Regions from separate parts of the Mus musculus genome. Here all the other regions are linked to region 1. Evidence: chromatin contacts called from public HiChIP or PLAC-seq and promoter capture Hi-C data. All regions are on one chromosome and are shown on one strand. Each heading gives the region's core, a stretch centred on a gene start, on an enhancer-like site or on the middle of the called end of the contact. The rest is flanking DNA. Distances are from core to core; before and after follow the strand shown.

Evidence for each region. Promoter capture Hi-C pulls out the DNA fragments that hold promoters and counts their contacts. HiChIP or PLAC-seq counts read pairs in DNA pulled down with a chosen protein or histone mark. Capture Hi-C pulls out chosen DNA fragments and counts their contacts.
Region 2: a contact with region 1 is called in a promoter capture Hi-C map of liver, with 2.8 times the contacts expected there. The contact joins the promoter of Arid2 here to the promoter of Zcrb1 in region 1. A contact is called at or near these places in 4 of 39 promoter capture datasets (the 3T3-L1 cell line, the C10 cell line, hippocampal neurons and 1 more), 2 of 484 Hi-C or Micro-C datasets (B cells and embryonic stem cells), 4 of 115 datasets of contacts at active chromatin or transcription factors (astrocytes, bone marrow-derived dendritic cells, embryonic stem cells and 1 more) and 1 of 9 other capture datasets (liver).
Region 3: a contact with region 1 is called in an H3K27ac HiChIP or PLAC-seq map of embryonic stem cells, with 14 times the contacts expected there. The contact joins the promoter of A130051J06Rik here to the promoter of Zcrb1 in region 1. A contact is called at or near these places in 2 of 115 datasets of contacts at active chromatin or transcription factors (embryonic stem cells and large pre-B cells).
Region 4: a promoter capture Hi-C map of embryonic stem cells shows a contact between it and region 1, with 3 times the contacts expected there. The contact joins the promoter of Dbx2 here to the promoter of Zcrb1 in region 1. A contact is called at or near these places in 1 of 39 promoter capture datasets (embryonic stem cells) and 1 of 115 datasets of contacts at active chromatin or transcription factors (astrocytes).

Annotation. Positions count from the first base shown.
Region 1 is chr15:93,396,968-93,399,674 of GRCm38.p6, forward strand. Zcrb1 (zinc finger CCHC-type and RNA binding motif 1) reads right to left here and starts at 1,367. Exons shown (of 8, transcript NM_026025.3): 1 at 1,196-1,367; 2 at 203-288. The coding sequence starts at 286. Pphln1 (periphilin 1) reads left to right here and starts at 1,383. Exons shown (of 9, transcript NM_175363.4): 1 at 1,383-1,494.
Region 2 is chr15:96,286,162-96,288,868 of GRCm38.p6, forward strand. Arid2 (AT rich interactive domain 2 (ARID, RFX-like)) reads left to right here and starts at 1,361. Exons shown (of 21, transcript NM_175251.4): 1 at 1,361-1,625; 2 at 1,733-1,826. The coding sequence starts at 1,534. Gm38469 (spidroin-2) reads right to left here and starts at 1,237. Exons shown (of 3, transcript XM_011245785.3): 1 at 1-1,237. The coding sequence starts at 1,092. The coding sequence ends at 349.
Region 3 is chr15:95,803,145-95,805,851 of GRCm38.p6, forward strand. A130051J06Rik (a long non-coding RNA gene) reads right to left here and starts at 1,317. Exons shown (of 2, transcript XR_875618.2): 1 at 1,132-1,317. The region is part of intron 1 of Ano6 (anoctamin 6); the gene reads left to right.
Region 4 is chr15:95,653,425-95,656,131 of GRCm38.p6, forward strand. It overlaps Dbx2 (developing brain homeobox 2), which reads right to left and starts at 1,347. Exons shown (of 4, transcript NM_207533.2): 1 at 816-1,347. The coding sequence starts at 1,338. It overlaps Gm31690 (predicted gene, 31690), which reads left to right and starts at 1,052. Exons shown (of 3, transcript NR_168499.1): 1 at 1,052-1,232.

The DNA of each region.
Region 1 (2,707 bases), core at 117-2,616:
AGTCAGGCACAGAGAAACCCTGCCTCGAAAAAACACACAAACAACAAATTCTCTTTGGGAAATTAAAACAAAATTGAAAAATTTCCCACTAAAATTTGCAGAAGATATCAACTAAAAATTTTCCCAGGGAGCAGTATTTTTGCTTAAGCTTCAGATTGTCTCTAAAGAAAGAATCCATTAGTTAGATGTACATACAACTTACCCGGTATAAATCATTGTTTGTTAGGGAGAAAGGCAAGTTGGATACATAAACTGTGCTTTTACTTGGCGCCAAGCCACCGCTCATTTCTAAAACGGAAAAAAAGGAGACATTGGGAATCTTACTCCAAGTAGAACCAAACAAGGACCATCACTGACTTAATTAGGGTAGAATTCCTCAGGCTCCATTCATTTAAAGAGATTAGAGTACCAGTGTGGGTAGGGTGTGAATTACCATATTCCTTTTCTAGCAGCGGGTGTTAAGCCTTTTAGGGCTGCGGTGCGATTGAAGAGGGGTTTTAGAGAGATGGAGAAGCCACAAGGCTATTTTTAACGCCTTCTTAGGGTAAAAGCGGAAAAGATGTTTCCCAAGGATTCGCCCACCTCCGAAAGGGACACCTGTCTACCCCGCCTCTTTTGTTCTTGTTTTTAAAAAAACTCCTGTATCTACGTCTGTATATATGGATTACTGATATAGGTAGGCCATGACGACAGAGACTCGGTTTTGTTAAGCTTGGGGTAGTTTCACATTTTGATAAAGTTCTTTAGATTTTTAAATTTCGTGCACAACCAAATCATGAAATGACACTCTATTACATGGATTACCTACTTTGAATGGGACATTAACCTGTATATTTATCAATGTGCTTAGTAATCAACGTCACTGTTAAAACTCTGCAAATTACAGGTGAAACGATCGCGTCGGTCGGCAGCAAGTGTTAAGAACCCCTATGAATGACAATGGACCCGGCACCCCGGAGGGCGCCCCGCTGGCCCAGTAGGAGGATTATTCAAAAAGCCTTAGCTAGCCAAAACCTGCTTGTCGCGTTTCCAGTTTCTCACTCTGAGAAATGCTAACCCCGGCTGGACGTTCCTGGGGCCGGAGCTGGGGTCAGGGTCGAGGCCGAGGCCGAGGCCGAGGCCGAGGCCGAGGCGGAGGCCGAGGCGGAGGCCCGGGCCGCGGCCGTCTCCTGGGCCCGGCGCCGTGGGAGCTTACCTTCGGCGCAGAGGCGAAGCGGAGAGGATGCGAGCCCGCGGCGGCTTCACCTCCGGCTGCCTTCCGCGGCGCGCAAAAGCGCGGGCGTCCGCGAACGCAGCGCGGTGCAGCGCTCCTTCCGACTCCCCCAAACCCCGACGGCCCCGGGCCGGAGGCTGGCGCGCCGGGCGACGTCACCGCGCGCGCCGGAAGTGCCTTTAGGGCGAGCGGACGTCTGGCTTCGCGGGTTTCACCGGCGGCTGAGGCGGCGGCGACAGAGGCGGCGGCGACAGAGGCGGAGGCTCAGCAGTGGGACGTAGGTGAGCGAGTGGCTCTCCGCAGAGGCGCGAGGGGCGCATGCGGCCGGCGGGCGGGCGGGCGGACGTTTCCTGCGGCGATGGAGATGTGCTTTATTCTGGACTCCTAGTGGAACCTGGAGAGGGACTCAGTGGATGCGGGAGGAAAGCGAAGTGTGGAGGAGAGTGAGACCCAGGTTCCGCTTCTCGGCAGGAGTTTAGTAAGCAAAAGGGGAGTTCTCAGCCAGGCAACTTCAGTGACGCCAGGTCAGTCAGGAAGTCTGGGTTTTTATCTTATTTTTTATTTTTTGGACCTAACCGACTCTGTAATAGGCACTTTGAGAGACGGACAAAAGAGTGCCAAAATAATCCACTTGCTGTTGAGAATGTCAGTGTGGCCGGGGAGACAAAGCCCACGTGGGGACAGTTGGAGTCACACAGTGACCCATTCTTGAGTACTGGCACGGACAGATGTTCAGCTCCATCGTCCCGTTGTTTATTACTATTTTTTCCTTTCTGAAAATATGGAATGGGTACGCACTGATTATTTTTTTGTTTTCCGAGACAGGGTTTCTCTGTGTAGCCCTGGCTGTCCTGGAACTCGCTCTGTAGACCAGGCTGGCCTCGAACTCAGAGATCCCGCCCGCCTCGCCTCCAGAGTGCAGGGATTAAAGGCGTGCACCATCACCGCCCGGCTACACTGATTATTCTTTAAGAGCTCGTCGTTTCTACAGAGAAATCCGAATGCTTATTTTGCCCGGTAGTTTAAACTTAACTTCTACCCACCAGCACGTACAGACCAGGCCTGTAACTACTCCCTGGGAACCTGCGTGTCAGCAGCCCGGAGCCCAGAGCCTGTCGTGGAGCCTGCACAATCAATCCTGACTGAAGCGGAGGGACGAAGTGCAATCCACCCAGGGCGCCGCTGAGTTTTGAGAGGCATTAATTCCTTGGCGTCCACCAAGGGACCACTGGGACTAATTCTCATGGCAAACTTGTGGCCAGCCCAAACTCCCAGGCTTCACATCCCGGTTGTGCTTGGTTATCGCCCACGATGTAAGCCCCTTTGGTCTTCTAATTGTTTGAGCCTTAACTCTCCGCGCTGTTTCGTGCTTCCTCTCGATTTGGGGGTACCACTGCTTCTCCTTCCTTAGTTCACCCTGAGCGCATCGTCTGTGCTCCTGGAATCTTATTTTGTCTGCTTAGCAAACACTTATTAGCCTTGTTTTGAAACTGT
Region 2 (2,707 bases), core at 111-2,610, 2.9 Mb after region 1:
TACTAAAAAAAAAAAAAGATACAAATTTTGAATTCCCTATGTACACATTTTCTTTTTTTTTAAACTGAAAGGGAAAAACATTTTGCCCTCTTTTTCAGATACTAGTGCAAAAAAAGACCTAAGCAGTGTTATTCTCAAAGTTGGGAGGTTATTTCCCAACAGGCGCGATTACCGTTTGCGTACCTCCGGGTTCGGTGCACCAAACCGACCAAAAAAGGGAGGACGAGTGAAAAGCCTTACTCTAGCTCCACAAAAGTAGGGCAGGCAGTTTCCAGCCTATTCGATCCTACAGTTTGTCAAAGTGAGTTTACGGCCCCATCATGGACCATGTGCTCGGCGGGCTTCGTGCTAGCACGATGAAGCCCGGAGGCCAACGCCTCCCGCTAGCAACGTCTCCAGAGGGGGCGAGCGGACTCGTCCGCGGCCGCCGGGGCTGCGCCGAGCGAGCCTGCTTCTCAGTGTGGCCGGAGGCCCGGCGGGCGCCGCCGGGGACGCGAACATCGCCTCCACCCCTAAGCCCGGAACAACCGGTAGTGGCCGTTTCCCCGCGCCGCCCCCCTTTCCGCCCGCTTTGTGTGCGTGTGAAATGTGCTGCACATTGCAGATGAACCCTAAGCCGGGCGAGCCGAGTCTATTGTTCCCCGCGAGGAGCCGCCGCGACCGTGTGGAGCCAGGCGCAGTGCCGCGGCCGGCCCTCGGGGGGCGCTGTGCGGCGCTGGCGGCCCGGCCGTGGCGGCGGCAGCAGAGAACGGGAGGCTGGCGGGCAGGCAGGCAGGCCGGCGGGCGGCGCGCAGCGGCTCGGCTGCCGCCGGAGCCTGTGCCCGGGGACGCCCGGGCCGCCGCCGCCGCCGCCGCGCGTGAATGTGTGCGAGGGCCCCGCGGAGCCGCGGCCCGGATCCACGCTGTCACCCCGCTCTCCACAAGCCACCACACAGACCTCCCCCTCCCCACGCGGCCCCGCCTGCCCCGGCCCCGCCGCGCCGCCGCCGCCGCCGCCGCCGCCGCAACTCCCAGGCCTGCGGCCGCCCGGGCCCCTCGCCTCGGCTCGCCCGGCCCCCGGTCGGCTCGTGCGCCCCCCGGCCGCAGCACCATGTTGAATCGCGTCCCCGGGCCGAGCCGCCAGGGCCGGCGGCGCTGAGAGGCGGCCCAGAGCCGGGCCGCGGGAGGCGGCGAGGCAGGGTGGGGGCCGCGCTCGCCCCGCGGCTCCGCGCCCGGCCGCCCGTCGCCTGCCCCTCTAGTTTCGCTCCCGTTTCTTTAAACTTTTTTAGAAATTCCCCTCCCTCCGGCCCTGCGCTCCCCCTGGCCTCCCGCTCCCTCCTTCCCCTCCTCCTCGCCTCCTCCCCCTCCCTCCTCCCTCCCTGCGCCGCCGCCGCCGCCGCCGCCGCCGCCGCCGCCGCCACCGCCGGCCCATGACTGAGCCCCGCCACCGCCGGCCGAGGAATGGGCTCCGGGCGCTGGTAGGGAGCGCGGGGAGCGGGGGCCGCGTTTGAACCGCGATCTGGGTTTTTTCGGGAGACCTCCTTTGGCAAAATAATGGCAAACTCGACGGGGAAGGCGCCTCCGGACGAGCGGAGGAAGGGACTGGCTTTCCTGGACGAGCTGCGGCAGTTCCACCACAGCAGAGGGTGAGAGCAGGACCGGGGGGGCAGCGCCGGGGCGAGCCGGGGCGAACGGGGGCCCGCCGCGGGCGCGGGGTCCCGGTGACAAGTGCGGGGCTTTCTGTCGCCCGCAGGTCGCCGTTTAAGAAGATCCCTGCGGTGGGTGGGAAGGAGCTGGATCTTCACGGGCTCTACACCAGAGTCACTACTTTAGGCGGATTCGCGAAGGTGAGTGGAAGTTTTAATTTGTATTTCCCTCTCGCTGGCCTGCTCGGAAAAGTCTGCTCCGACCCGGGAGCAGGCGCCCGGGGTCGGGGGGGCGATCGGCGGGACACACGGCGTTCTCGGCGCTCGCAGCCGGTGGCCCACGGAGGCGGCCGGCGGCGGGGCTGTTTTCGGCCTGGTGGCTCGCGTGCGCGCGGCGGGCGCGGGGCTTGGGCGGGCGGTGCGGCCCGGCGGCGGGGAGCGCCCTGCCCGGTGTCCGGCCGGCCCCGCGGGGTCTGAGCGGCGCGGCGGGGAGCGCGGGCGAGTGGAGTGCTCGCCCGCCGCCCGCCGAGCCCGCGGCCCGCCCGCCCGCCCGCGAGTCAGCGCTGCCGCCGCCGCCGCTGCCGCTCTAGCACAGGCGGAGACACAGAGACACACAGACTCTGAGCAGTTTTCGTGCAACTCAAAATTAGCGCGGGCAGGTTTAACATCGATAATCGGCTGCGAAATGATCCCGGCGGCCGGGGGCACAGCCTCGGCCCGCTCGCCCTGGCTTTCTACAGCTAACAAAAGAAAGCAGGACCTGTCTGCAAATAGCCATCTTAGGCTTCAAGGCTAGGCAGAAGCTGTAGGCCTCAAAGAAGGGCCTATGGAGATGGATAGATCTGGGAGAGGGATCGGAGTCGGCCCCGGCCCCGGCCCCCCCAGAGCTCGCGGACGTCGCTGTCCGGAGCAGTATTGATCCTTTTGAACTTTTTTTTTTTTTTTTCTTTACTGCAAACGGACCGCGTTGAGATTTAAAAGGGGGCGACAGAGGGACTTGCGATTGGTTATTGTCCGGGCTTCAAAAACAAAACAAACCCACCAACCCCCCCCCAAAACAAAACAAGTGCTGCTAAATACAG
Region 3 (2,707 bases), core at 67-2,566, 2.4 Mb after region 1:
AAGGCTTGTTTTGTTCTCAGGTCGTGGGGCAGGAGGGCATGAGAACAAACTCTGTTCTCATTGACTGTTATAAACAAGAGTCCTCTCGCTTGAGATTCTGTGTTAGGTTGTACATCCTAGAATGGCATCTCACCTTACTTGTGGTTCCTGGCCAAACGGGAGTCTTCTTGATGGGTGAACTCGAGGGAGTGTGAGAGACTGATGCTGCCTTCTGCCATGCTTTTGTCTGATAGGAGCCCACTCTACGGATGCTCTTGATTAGATTTTTAAAGTTCACTTCATATAGTGAGTGATATGCGATGTAAACTGTAAAGCTTGGCAGATCCTGGGTCTGACTGCCACCCACACTCAGGTGGAGGCCACGCCCCTCCACCCCCACCCCTACCCCACATCCCTCATTTCTTTTCTCAGTTCAGGGGAACAGTTTGAAGACCTCTTCTGTAAACTGAGGGTGCCAGCTGTTGGAATTGACCCAAATAGAACAAAGTAGAGTATAATAATCTTTTATGCTTGCCCCTTTTCATGTCACGTGGTATTTTTTTGGAGATTAATCTAGTGTGGTTATCTATTCCCATTAGTCCAGTGTATTTGAACTACAAGAATATCTGGAAAAGACCTTTTTTTTGGTTAAATCTTAACATGCTACCTAACGCTACCTTTTCATTCTATTTAAAGTCAGATTTCTTCCTTTCTTTTTTTTTCTTTTTTTCTCTTTCTTACTTTTTTATTTTTCTTTTAGTTATTTTTGTGGTTGTATCCACCGCTCACACAATGCTTTTGCTTATACTAGGAAGTTAACTGACTTTAAGTTGGGGAGGTGGGTACAGGCAAACTGTACTCATTTTAATTGCTTTGCTGTCTGAATCCAAACTCAGAGTCACTTCATACGCTGTCCCTGAGTGCCCAGGCTGCTGGGTGCAACAGCAATCCATAGAGAAATACATGCGGGTTTGTTCCTTCCACACAAGAATGTCAAGTATAATAATTAATTTTTCCAAAAGGTCAGCACTTGCTGGCATTTTGACTAAGGCATGTTTCGGACAGATATTCTTAGCCTTCATCTGGTAACTAAAGAGCTCTAAGAACCCAAAACTAAAACTGACCTGCACCAAGAGAGGAGGCAGGACTTACCGTTGGCCCCAGATATAATATTCCACAGTGTTTGTCCAAGCCCGTGGGTTCCCAGTTCTCAGAGAAGTTACTTGGCGCTGGCGTTGCTTTCCCTGCCGCGTGACTCATGATTTCTTAAGGCTGATTAGTCATTCACTGCCTGAGTTATGGAGGCCTAGGAACTGCCTGAATCAAATTACAGCCCCCATCCACACTCCCCCTAGAGCTAGCTCCTGAGTCCCAATTCTTAGCAGGGCCACACCCCAGTCAGAGGAACTAATTCTGGCTCTCTGTGAGAAGCCTTGAAGCACTCAGCATTCCCCAGGAGCCTAGCAATAGCCTAGCAATGGCCTTGAGCTCTGATGCCATTGCCTGCCTCCCACCGAATTCCCCCATGTGTCCATATTCCTTGCTTGGAAATGTTTTTCCTCGGCTTAGGGCCTCTGGTTCAATCTGGCTCTGGTTTGTGTCTTTAGAAGCCTTGTCCAATGTGGTGCTACCTGCCTCCTGCTTGAGGTAGACCTGGGGTGTGTGTGTGGGGGGTGGGGGGGGGATGCCTGCCTGGCTTGGTGTCCCTTAGTGGATTTAATCATTTCTGATGTGTCCCAGGTGGGACTGCCACATTGGTGGTGCCTGAAATCTTGCGTCTGACTGTTATTTTATTTTCGCTGTCCTTCTTCGGTCATGTTAGGACTGTTGGATATAAGATGGTGAAAGGGGTATGGTATGAGAGAGAGGCTGAGCTTCAGCCCGCCACCTGAAAAAGACCCAGTGCTTTCTAGGATGTGGGGAAGTCATATCCCTCCTGGTGGTAGGCAGACATGTGGATCTGGCAGCTGACAGATCCTTTGAGAAGCAGCTCCCAGGGGCCTCGTGACCTTGAGCTTCCTGATGCTGACGTAGTGAAAATGGCACGCTGTCCAGGCTTGGTGTGGATGCCTTAATCCCAGAGCATGTGGCTGAAAAGCTCCCTTCTGTATTTTACATCATGAGAAGTGGACATCCCCTCAGTGTTTGTGAGAAGCCCTTTAGTCAAAACCAGCATTCTGTAGTAAACTGTTTGCATCTGATGAGTCATGCATGACTCTCAACCTTTTCCTTGCCTCATGGAGACTGGTGTCATTCCTTAGCTGGCATGGCCAGGTGTCTGTCTCTCACGTCTTGATGACTGTGTTCTCCGAGGTGGCTTTGCTCCTGCACCCTCCTGCTTTTTTTCAGTTTCTCCCTGGCACAAATCTTCCTTGCAGGGTCTCTCCTCTGGCCTGCTTGAATTCTGAGTTCAGATAGATGAAGGGAGGTTTCTGTGAAGGGCAGAATGGTCTTCCTTGGTTTAATAGAGGGAAATTAGGCGTTTGTGGTTAAGTGCACAGGCAGCGCACCCTGACTGTTGGATAGAGCTGAGACACACACCTGGTTGGTTTTATGTGTGGCTGTGTGTATGGGGTACTGGGTCAATTTTTAATTTAAAAAATTAATTCTGTGAATAAGTAAACTTTAGGGTTCACTGTCAGACTTGTGTTAGAGATAGCCTGTGTGTGACCTGTTGTTTGCTTTACTAATAAAGAGTTTTATGAATTCTTACATATTAAGTTCTAAA
Region 4 (2,707 bases), core at 97-2,596, 2.3 Mb after region 1:
TGCCCTTCTTTCGGTAAATTCCTATTTATATGTGAACTTCCTCATTTAGTTATCAATTCAACATTTGTCAGCTATCTCAGCCTGATGCAAGCGTAGGCCTTGATTACTTTACACCTTAGTGTACACCAAACTGTGAAAGCAAGGAAAGTCCAAAGTTTGCGCAACTCTTTTTCAAATCATTAGAGCCCTATCAAACCAGCGGCGAGGTCTCCGCCAGCAAAGTCCGCAGCACCACCCTGCCAGCAACTTTCCCGCAGAAGAGAGGATGCTAACTTTGGAAACAGGAGCCAGTCAGCTAGAAACCTCAAATCCCCCACCCCCTACCCCCCACCCACCACCCCCCAGCTAACCCGCTGTGATCAAACTGCCCAGGTAGCCCAGTCAACCTGTTGAGGGAGGATGCTAGGAAGGAGTGCGGGATGGGATGGGGTGGAGAGGAAAGGAATCAGAACTAGTGTCCAGAAACGGCATCTGCACCCCAGTTCAGTCCTCTGCAGTGGGCCACCCAGGTCAGCACTCGTGCTGTGAGGGGCTCACAGGTGGGGACTGTGCTGGCAACAGGGCTCTCTCTGGACTGAGGACCACCTGAAAGCAAGGCTTCCCTGGGCTGAGGCTTTCCCAGACTGAGGATCCCCTAGACTGAAGTTCGCCTGGGCTGCGCCTCCTCTAGATCAGATCGAGGCTCCCCAGGGCTAAGGCTTCCCTGGACTGAAGTTCCCCTGGTTCAGGGCTCCCCTGAACTGAGGCTCCCCTTGGTCCAGGTTCTCCAGAACTAAGGGTCTCCTGGGCCGAGGTTCCCCTCGACCAAAGCTCACCTGGGGCTGAGGGCTGGAAGGCACTGTCCCGCTCCCCCGGAGCCCGGCCAGGGGGCATCTGGAAGGCCCAGCGCACACCAAAGGGTCCGGCCGGGCACAGCTTGAGCGGCACTGGGCTGGCAGGCAGTGGCCGCAGCTGCGGACACTCAGGACCGGGCGCTGGGCGTGGGGGCGGGGGTGCGTGCGTGGGCCCGGCCCCTGCGCGCAGCAAGTTCTCGATCAGGAAACTCTTGCCCAGACTGCCAAAGCCGGGCGCAGGAAGGCCGAAGAGTGCTGAGGACGCCACCACATCCCAGTAGGCTCCGGCCTGGGCGGCCACAGCGCTGGGCAGCATGGTGCGCGCCCGCTGCCCGGGGAGCCGTGGAGAGCGAGTGCGAAGGGACAGGGACAGGGCGCGGACAGGATCGGGGCTGAGGGGTGAGTCCTTGGCCCTCAGCGGCTCCTCTGGCAGCGTCCGGGAACGGTCTGCAGATCCGGACAGGGTTTTCAGGACTGGGATGGAAGGTGTGTCCGGCCCATCCATTCATGTCATCCTGCCCACAAAGTGACAGATGCGGCCAACAATGAAGGCAATGAGAGTCTGGGCTCCAGCGAGGGGAGGGGACTCTTGCTGAGGAGGTGGGCGTGGAGGGGACGGAAAAGGGGCGCTGCCACTCTGCCTGCCAAGCCTTGACCCTGCTGCTGGAGTCCTGGGCCCTCTGGTTTTGGTTATCATGAGCTCCAGGGTACATGTACTTGGTCGCTGAAGCGTGGTTGTCATCAGGGAGACTCGAAAACGTTGATATTAGTACCAGTGATAACTCATTTTGCAGGTTTTATGGGCGCCTCTGTTTTAAGAAGAAAGGAAATGTGTTTTTCTTGGCTATTTGGCAAAACTCCGTTTCCAGTGAATCATCTCAGGTTTTATAAGATCTGTTTTAAGGATTCTGGAGGAAGGTGGCCACACCTGCAGTCTAGAAGAGATGATGTAATCGGTTTTGATCTAAAGAAGCAGCGCTTGGGGCTGAAGAGGTGGCTCAGTGGTTAGCTATGCTTGCTGCTCTTAATAGAGGACCTGAGTTCGCTTACAAGCACCCAGCTCACAACCCACTGAAACTCCAGCTCCACCGTATTAGATGTCTTCTTCTGGCATCCACAGGCACCTACAAGTGTGCATGCCTACAAAGGGACGTCTTTTCCTTCTTTCTTTCTTTTTCTTTTTCTTCTTTTTTTTTAATCTTATTCCCTAACTAATGCCAGTGGGAGACTGGGCAAACAAAAAGCATATTGGAGGGGTGGGGTAAAGAGGAAGGGAGAAAAAGGGAGAGGGCGAGGGGGAGGGAGGGGGAGGCAGGCCTTTAACTACAAGGCTTTAAAAACTTCCCATTTTGGAAACTATCGATGGAGTGTTAAAACTGTGATTCCAATTAACACTTACTCTCCTTCCCTAATTTAGACAGATTTATTTAGGATAAGACTTCATTAGAGTATCTGCAAAGTTGGAGTCAAATGTATAGTTCTACTCCTTGCCCCTAAAAATAAGTTGGGCTTGGTTTCCATTTACTTAAATGCCTATTTTGAGTTGCCGGGTTAGAAAGCTAAATGTCCTTCTTTGGGGGATCATCGAGATGGTTCAGTTGATAGAAGCAGTTGCCACCAAGCCGAGTGACCTAAGTTTGATCTCTAGAATCCACGTGGTTGGAGAGAACTGGCTTCCAAACATTGTCCTCTGGCTTCCTCACACACACCACCCACCCCACCCCCACCCACCACACACACCACACACACACACACACACACCACACACACCACAAGTACAATTTGTTGCTATTGTTTCAATTCATCTCAATGAGTTGGTTACTTTACTGACACCGAATAAATACTGTACTTATTATAAAGATCCCTTCTCAAAG